2 separate regions of the Triticum aestivum genome follow, and region 2 is linked to region 1. The links are chromatin contacts, called in public Hi-C maps. All regions are on one chromosome and are shown on one strand. Each heading gives the region's core, a stretch centred on a gene start, on an enhancer-like site or on the middle of the called end of the contact. The rest is flanking DNA. Distances are from core to core; before and after follow the strand shown.

Region 1 (3,734 bases), core at 420-2,919:
AGGAGGGTCGACCGAGGAACTAATTAATTAATTAACATCTTCTTCTTCTTCTTCTCTAATTAAAAACAGCTAATCTTGGCGGGCGTGCGGTACTACGTACGTCGGGGTGAAGGGCGGTAGGGGACATGAACAGCCGAATAGGAGTTGTAGGGTAGAGGTACTACGTGGCCATGGATTAACCTTGTCTTGGTCTTGGACTTGGACTTGGATTGGAGGCAGCGCCGGCCGGCGAGCTCACCGCTGCTGCTACAGGCTCAAGTTGAGGTCCAGCTCCTCCTCGGCATCCTCGCCGTTGTTGTAGTAGTTGCTGCCGCCTCCGGAGGTGAGCGTGGTGGTGGTGCTGGCCGGCGACGGGGTGGTGGCGGCCGCCGAGGCGGTCGGCCCGTGGCAGCCCCGCCTCCAGTTGAGCATGTCGATCAGCTCGTCGCGCCCGGCGCCCGGCTGCTCGGCCGCGGACATCATCGCGCGCTCGCTGCTGCTGCTGACGGCCGCGCCGCCCAGGAGCTGCTGCTGGTACTCGGCGAAGCGGGACACCTGCTGCATGCCGCTGCCGCTGCCGCTGTACAGGTCGCCCGCCGCCGCCGATGTCGGCGCCGCGCCCTGTGGCGGCGCGTAGTACTGGAGCCGGTCGGAGCCGACCATGATGGAGCTGTGGGACGCGATTGGGAACGTCGTGGGCAAGGCCGCGTAGGCACGGCTGGCGTAGGCGTGCGCCGCGCCGCCCGCGGCCACGCCAGGCACGGTGGAGCCCACGCCGCCGCCGCCGCCGCCAGCGCCAGAGCCGGCGTAGGGCCCCGAGGCCGTGGCGCCGGACGAGTTGGGCGGCGCGGCATTGGCGTGGAGGTGCGCGGAGGAGGTGGGCGGCATGTAGAAGTAGGGGTTCCAGCCGATGCTGCGCTCCTTCTTGTGCGCGTTCTGGTGGCCGCCGAGCGCCTGCGACTTGAGGAACTTCTTGTTGCAGAAGAGGCAGGGGAAGAGGCGCACGTCCTTGCCGTCGGTGCAGGCGCCATCGCCGGCCGCCCCGGCGCCCCCATCGGCCTCGGCGACGGACTGCGCCGCGGGCGCCAGCGTGAGCGAGAGGTCGGTCCGCTTGGGCGGCGGCATCGGCACGGGCACAGGGGGCGAGTCCATGTCCATGTGGCGGCGGCGGCGGCGGCGGGCGACGCGATTAAACAAACGTCGTGGGAAAGGATATGATTATATCCACAAAGGGGGAGAGAGGGAGGGGGAAGCGAGCGGGAGAGCGTGCGTGCACTGGAGTGGAATGTATGGTTTGGCCCAGGAGAAAGGCGAGGGTTTGTTTTTCTATATATGGCAACGACGCAGGAGAAGAGTAGCAGCAGCAGCAGCAGCAGTTTCGTTTAGCTAACCGGGGGCTACCACTCTAGTGTACTACTGTGGCTGGCCGAGTGCGCCATTTCCTTTCTTTCTTTCTTTTGCCCCCTTTCCGCTACTAATAATTTATATGCTCTCGGTCTCAGCCCTACGACTCTCACTTGGAAATGCTAAACTGTAGTACTACCACAAATGCTAAACTGTAGTGGGATTCTGTTTACGGTACCACGTCTAGTATACACACACGCACACACGAGTGGGAGAAAAGAGAGGACTTGGAAAAGGAGGCCAGGCAGCAAGCAACTGGTTGGCTCCGGCCGGTGGCTCGCCAGCGCAGTGGTGGCTAGTCCGTCGCGACGGTGGTGGCGCGAATATATGCTCGCGCCCAGTGGGCGGGGCCCCGGCGTAAATAGGATTGGGCGGCCATGGGAGGCCACGGCCACACGGTGGCGCGCCATTGGGGGGCTGCGTGCGCACTCGTTTGTTTCACGCAGCACGCCATTATTTTATTTTTATTTTTTGGTTGGCGGAGTGAGGTGTGTAGTCCAGCTACAGGAGCAACGCTGCCGCCGCGACAGGGCACAGGAGCCAGGAGGGGGTTCGTCGTCAGTTCAATCCGAAAGCGTCTCTCTGTGTGGCACCCTTCGGGCTATCGGTTTCGTGCTATATTTGGAGTTGTCGACAGCCCAGGCCTGCCCACCCGACTAGTGCAACCATAGCTCGAACTGGAATGCAGGAATTCAAAAGGAGGGATTGGGGTTTACTCCACTCATCTTTCGGTACGGAACTCATAAAAAGAAGGATCCCGTGCTGCTCGTTAGCATCAAGTCCTCCTGGTAATTAAGGCACTAAACGAACAAGTCCGCCGCTAACCCGCGTGCCCACCCAGTTCAGGAGTAGTTGGTTTGCAGAGCAAGGACGTACTTCCACGTCTCAGTAAAGCGCATTACAGACAGAGCAACTTAAACAAACACTCCCTCTGCAACTTCTTAATATTAGACGTACCATAGTGTCAAAAACCGTCTTATATTAAGTTACAGACGGAGAGCAACGAACTTAGTATGATGATCTCCACCAGACGGATCCAAACAACAACGAGTTACTGGTAGATAAAGCATACCGTACGTATTTATCTCTGTTGCGGAACATGGCCGGCAAAGTATAGTAGCAATAGTATTAATTTATCATCAGTGGCTGCATGCAGTCCAGCCATGTGCCACTTTCCACTTCTAGAGAAGGAACCAACGTCTAGTCTAGTTTCAAGTCATTGATACCGCCACTTTCCCCACCCTAAACAGCGATGGTCACATGTAGTAGATGTAGCAGCTCCCATTAAACTAAACTAGTGAGTGTCACCGCGGCGACCCGGCCTGATGTTGCTACCCCCTTGAACCGTGACAGAGGAAAAAACAAGGGCAGCTGGTGCAGCAGCGACACGATTTTTCTCACCCTCACCTCACCTCACAGAGATCTGGTTGGATCCGTCGCGCTGTCACGTCCGCCTCACGCTTTTGTCCAAAACAGGGACGCGCCCGTCGAGTTTCCGTCCGGAAAGGACAGGTTTCCAACTCATCAAAGTGAATGTGAATTTCTTCTTGTGTATGGGCGAATTTTGGTTTTTGGCGTTCCGGAAAGTGGACGTGGAGAGATTGTAACCAGGCCCATCTGGCCATCTCACCCTCACCTCACGTCTCACTGGCTCAACTGGTCCTTGGAACTTGCTGTCCGTAATAAACTAACTGCTAGTGTCTCATTCACAGCTAGCTAGCTTTCCATGCTCGGGATACGTGAACTGTATTGTTACGGTAAAAAGAAACTGACAAGTTCTTGTGAATACTCCCTCTCTCTCTCTGCCGGTTTCAAAGTAGGAGTAGTACTTGTCCATGATCGGATCATCAACAGCAGGAGGTAGGCCGCACCGCGCACTGTGAGAAGTGAGAAGAAAGAACGCTGCTATACACACGACAAGGATGGACGATTTACACACGATGCTACCCATCAAGACGTCCATTTACACAAGATGTACTGTATCAAGCCGTTCAATCAGCGATCGTGCATGGTTCGGCCGGGCAGTGTCGTTCGCCCAGTAGTTTCGGAGAAGAAATGGCAGGAGAGCTGGAGTCCGGGCGAAGAAAAGTCGACGGAGAGAGGGAGAGGAAAAGACTAGCGACGTGACCTACTAACCCCAATCAGCACGGACGGTGAGGGAGAAGCGAGCGAGACATGGCCGGGAAACAAACGAGTTACCTCATCCGGGTCGAAAAGATGAGACGGAAAGGCTAGCTAGCTGCACCGGGCGCCCCCGTATGAACATGGCGACTACTCGTACTACCCGTCATCACATCAAACAACAAATATGGTAAAAGCCACACTACCACTAGTAGCAACATCGCATAATT
Region 2 (3,734 bases), core at 408-2,907, 300 kb before region 1:
AAGGAAAAGATAGAATAAAAGAATAAAACTTTCAGAAAAAGACCCACGAACTGAAGAAATAAATATAATAAGAAAAACAGGAAGCGTTTCACGAACTCGTTGATAGCGTAGTGGTTTGTCGCTTGCTCTTGAACGGGTAGGTTTCAAGTTCCAATCCGGGCATTCCGGCGACCGTTGCGCCCGATACATGCGTCGGCGGGCGCACACCCCTCCCTCCTTTTTGGGCCAGTCCATTTTTTCCATGTTTACGTCTTTTTCTGTTAATTTCTAAAAAAGTGTGACATGACGATTCGAACTCGAGACTTCTTTCTTTCGCCACTAAGACAGTAACCACTTCGACTACTTCACCGCTTGTGTCAACATCCGTTTTGGCCCACTTATTATTCATTCTGTTCCCTTAAGCCGTTTTTTCCTGATTGTTAGTTTGGTTTTTAATTTGGGCGTCGCGTCTTCCGGCGGATGTATTAGAAACATCCGCCGCATGGAGCACCGTTGGATGAGCGCCCTGACAGCCGTCTGATTTAACCATCGCACGCGCGTGACCACCTCCCTACTTCCTGCAACAGCCGCTCAGTTTCGGAAACAAAATCCCCTCACAACCGCCAAATCCCTGCCGCCGGCGCGCCGGGGAACTAGTCTTTGTCGTGCTCGTCGGAGTTGCTGCTCCTCCTCCGCCTCAGCGCTGCGAGCAGCTGCTAGCTCCAATCGAGCACGACAGCGGCGACCTCTCACGCGTGACGCTTCTTCGACGTTTTCTGCAACCGGAGCTATGTTTCTGACCACTCACTCTCTAATGTCGGGCGCTCTTGCGGTGCTGTAACTCGGGCTATGTTTCTGAAACAAGACCCTTCTTGCAGAAAAACCTTCACAACAGAAACATTTCTTTTCTTTTTGAAACAAAAGAAATGTTACAGAAATCTTTTGAAACAAGACCCCAGTTGCAGAAAAAAAAACTTCACCACCGAATCGTTTTTTCTTTCTTTCTGAAACTAGTCATGTGTTGCAGAAATCAACTGAAATAAGACCCTTATTGCAAGAAAATGACTCGTCGCACGGGACTGCCTTGTGGCCCTTGATCAGGATTTGATCTAACGGCTACGCAAGCGCCGGACGCTCGCGCGCGCATCAGCCAGTTGAAGCTAAGCTTTTCCCTTTTAATTTCCTTTCTTTTCTTTAATTTTATTGTTTATTTTTTCAAAAACAATGAACTTTTCTTAAACTTGATGAACTTTTTTAATTTTTGTGAACTTTTTTCGAAATAGACAAACTTTTTTTTCAAATCCAATGAGCTTTTTTTCAAATTTGATGAACTTTTTTTATTTTGAAGAACTGTTTTTCAAATCAAAGAACTTTTTTCAATTTCTGAACTTTTTTGAAGTTTGTGAACGTTTTTTTAAACCGTGAACTTGTTTGAAATCACTATTTTTTATATTAGTGCGAATTTGTCTATTTTTTTGAAAAGTCAACCTTTTAGCAAGCGGTCAGTTGTGCTCGAGCGCCGGGGGGGGGGGGGGGGGGGGGGGAGGGGAGCAGGGACAGGGGGAACCGAGCGACCAAGGGGGAATGAAGGGCTCACCTTTACATGGGCTGGCCCAGCGCAGAAGCGGAGTGTGCGCCCGTTCCTCAAGGGGGCACTGAAGGCGCCACTTAGGAGCTCCCTCCAATCCGGGCGCTGCATTTTTTGGGGATTTTACGGAATAAAGTGCTATATGGGCCGGCCCTGCTAAGACCGCCTTCAGCACCAGTTAACGAAATGCACATAGGCTGCAAATGTTATATGTCGCCTGTAGGGACACTAACATGCATCTCGCTGGAGGTTTTACCCCCACTGGTATTTTTTTTTTTTTTTGAACTGGAAACTTTCATTCCATTACTCAACTTGCCGAGCAAGATCACTGGCAACAAAACCCCGGGCAAAGGTACGGACAGCACCCGACCATATGGCTGGGGGTACCTGCCCCATCTTCGACCCGAACAGCGCAAGAGCGTCTGTGGCATTATTACAGGCCGAGGGAGTGTTCGATTTGGAAGGAACTAAAATTCAAAGAAACAAAAGTTTTAATCTCCCTAAAGAGCACTCCATTAGGAGGCAAGTCATACTTTGACGTGTCGATAGCTTGGACCAGTTGCAACGCATCAGATTCCATCATTATCTCACTCATCCGAGCTCTTGGGCCTTGTATAACCCCTGCACACAGGCTTCAGCTTCTGAATGTAAAACATCCTGGGCATGCTCCAGTCGCCCCGCTCCGGCGATACCACATCTCCATTAGAGTCCCGTATCACATACCCCCAGCCTCCAACCGAGTTCTCTTTGTTAAAACTGCCGTCAACATTTATTTTAAGGTGGTCTAGTGGTGGCTTTCGCCAACATACAGTAGCCCGTACTGTTGGTTTCTTGACTGCTCCAAAAAACTAAGGAATTCTCCTGCCGTTTTACGAACTCTCCAGACCAACGCAGCAAGATCAATCTTTCTTCTCTCAGCCCTTAGCTTGTTTCTGGCACCCCACCAGGACCAGATCAAAGCAGCACACATAGCTTTTCTTTCTTCATTACCTTGGAGCAGAGTTTGAAGCGCTTCCTTTGGATCATGAAGCTGTACGCATTTTGTCCGAACTTCTTCGAGTCCCACATCACGTCAAATGTGTCCCACATCACGCAAAAGTTCCATGTGCTTGCAAAAATTCTTCATGAATCACATTCCTAAAAGTCGTAGAAAAAATAAATCAGTACTCTGAAAATGCTACTTTCAAAAGCATTTTCGATCACTGATTTTTTTTCACGCCTTACAGAAATGTGATTCCATGGCGAATTTTTGCAAGCATTTGAAACTTTTGTTAATATTCGCCACAAAGAAATCAGTTTTTTTTTGAATTTTTTCTATTCTACTGTTCACCAAGCTCATTTGAGCTCAGGAGCATAAGGACACTTTTGACTGTATGCTAGTTTACTATCTCATATTCTGCCTCATCCGTTGTCGTTATGCTTCTCATTTCACCGGCATGAGGCCCCGGTTCAGCTGCATGCACGATCAGTTAAACTTTTTACCTGGGACTGTTAGCTGTCACTTCCGCTCTATCTGTTCTGAAGTACTCCAACCATGGAGTAAAAAGGAAAAGGATGTCACTTCCTGAGATGAAAAGGTCGGGGTACCAGCCATGGATATTTAGATAGACGAGAGAAAGCGGCTCCGGCTCCGAAAGAAGAAATAACGGATCAGATTGGATCGGATTCCATATGAAAGTTTGGCGATCGGTGGTTGGACCAAATCCAAGTGCAAAGATCCGGTGCCTGGGATGGGAGAATAAAAACAACAGCATGATGGACCACCTCCTCCGTTGCTCTCTTCTCTCGCCAAACAGGAATGTCAAACTTGGAGATGGATGAGATGTTCAGAAACAAAACAGGTCCGATTTGATTGAAAAGACAAATATTCACAACGCACATGATATATTCCAGCAATCACGAAATGCGAGGTGCCCAGTCCCGTCTCTCCCCCTCTCTTTCTCTACCTCATCATTTCTTTCCAAGTTTTCTCTTTTTCTAAGGACTATCGCTACAGTGTTAGTACGTCCATGCGACTTCCCTACCCGGATCGTGCACGTAGCTGTTTATCGATGGACGGGGAGCTAGCTGCCTAGCTAGATGTACTGATCAGTCGACGAACATGCGCGCGCCACCCACCGATCCAAGCGCATGCGACCCGTCCGTGTGGCCAGGAGCCGGAACTGAA

What was found. A called contact is a pair of places that touch in the nucleus more often than the background predicts.
Region 2: a Hi-C map of leaf shows a contact between it and region 1, with 5 times the contacts expected there. The contact joins the enhancer-like site here to the promoter of LOC101290676 in region 1. A contact is called at or near these places in 4 of 5 Hi-C or Micro-C datasets (leaf and an unstated tissue) and 1 of 1 datasets of contacts at active chromatin or transcription factors (leaf).

What each region holds. Positions count from the first base shown.
Region 1 is chr5B:606,680,356-606,684,089 of IWGSC CS RefSeq v2.1, reverse strand. It overlaps LOC101290676 (SKI family transcriptional corepressor 1), which reads right to left and starts at 1,669. Exons shown (of 1, transcript XM_044534874.1): 1 at 21-1,669. The coding sequence starts at 1,137. The coding sequence ends at 247.
Region 2 is chr5B:606,982,599-606,986,332 of IWGSC CS RefSeq v2.1, reverse strand. No RefSeq gene overlaps it. Among protein-coding and RNA genes, the nearest start is that of LOC123117117, 280 kb to the left of the region's middle. Within about 2 kb of position 1,657, at least 3 of the 8 cell types and tissues checked have an H3K27ac peak or open chromatin away from gene starts, as enhancers often do.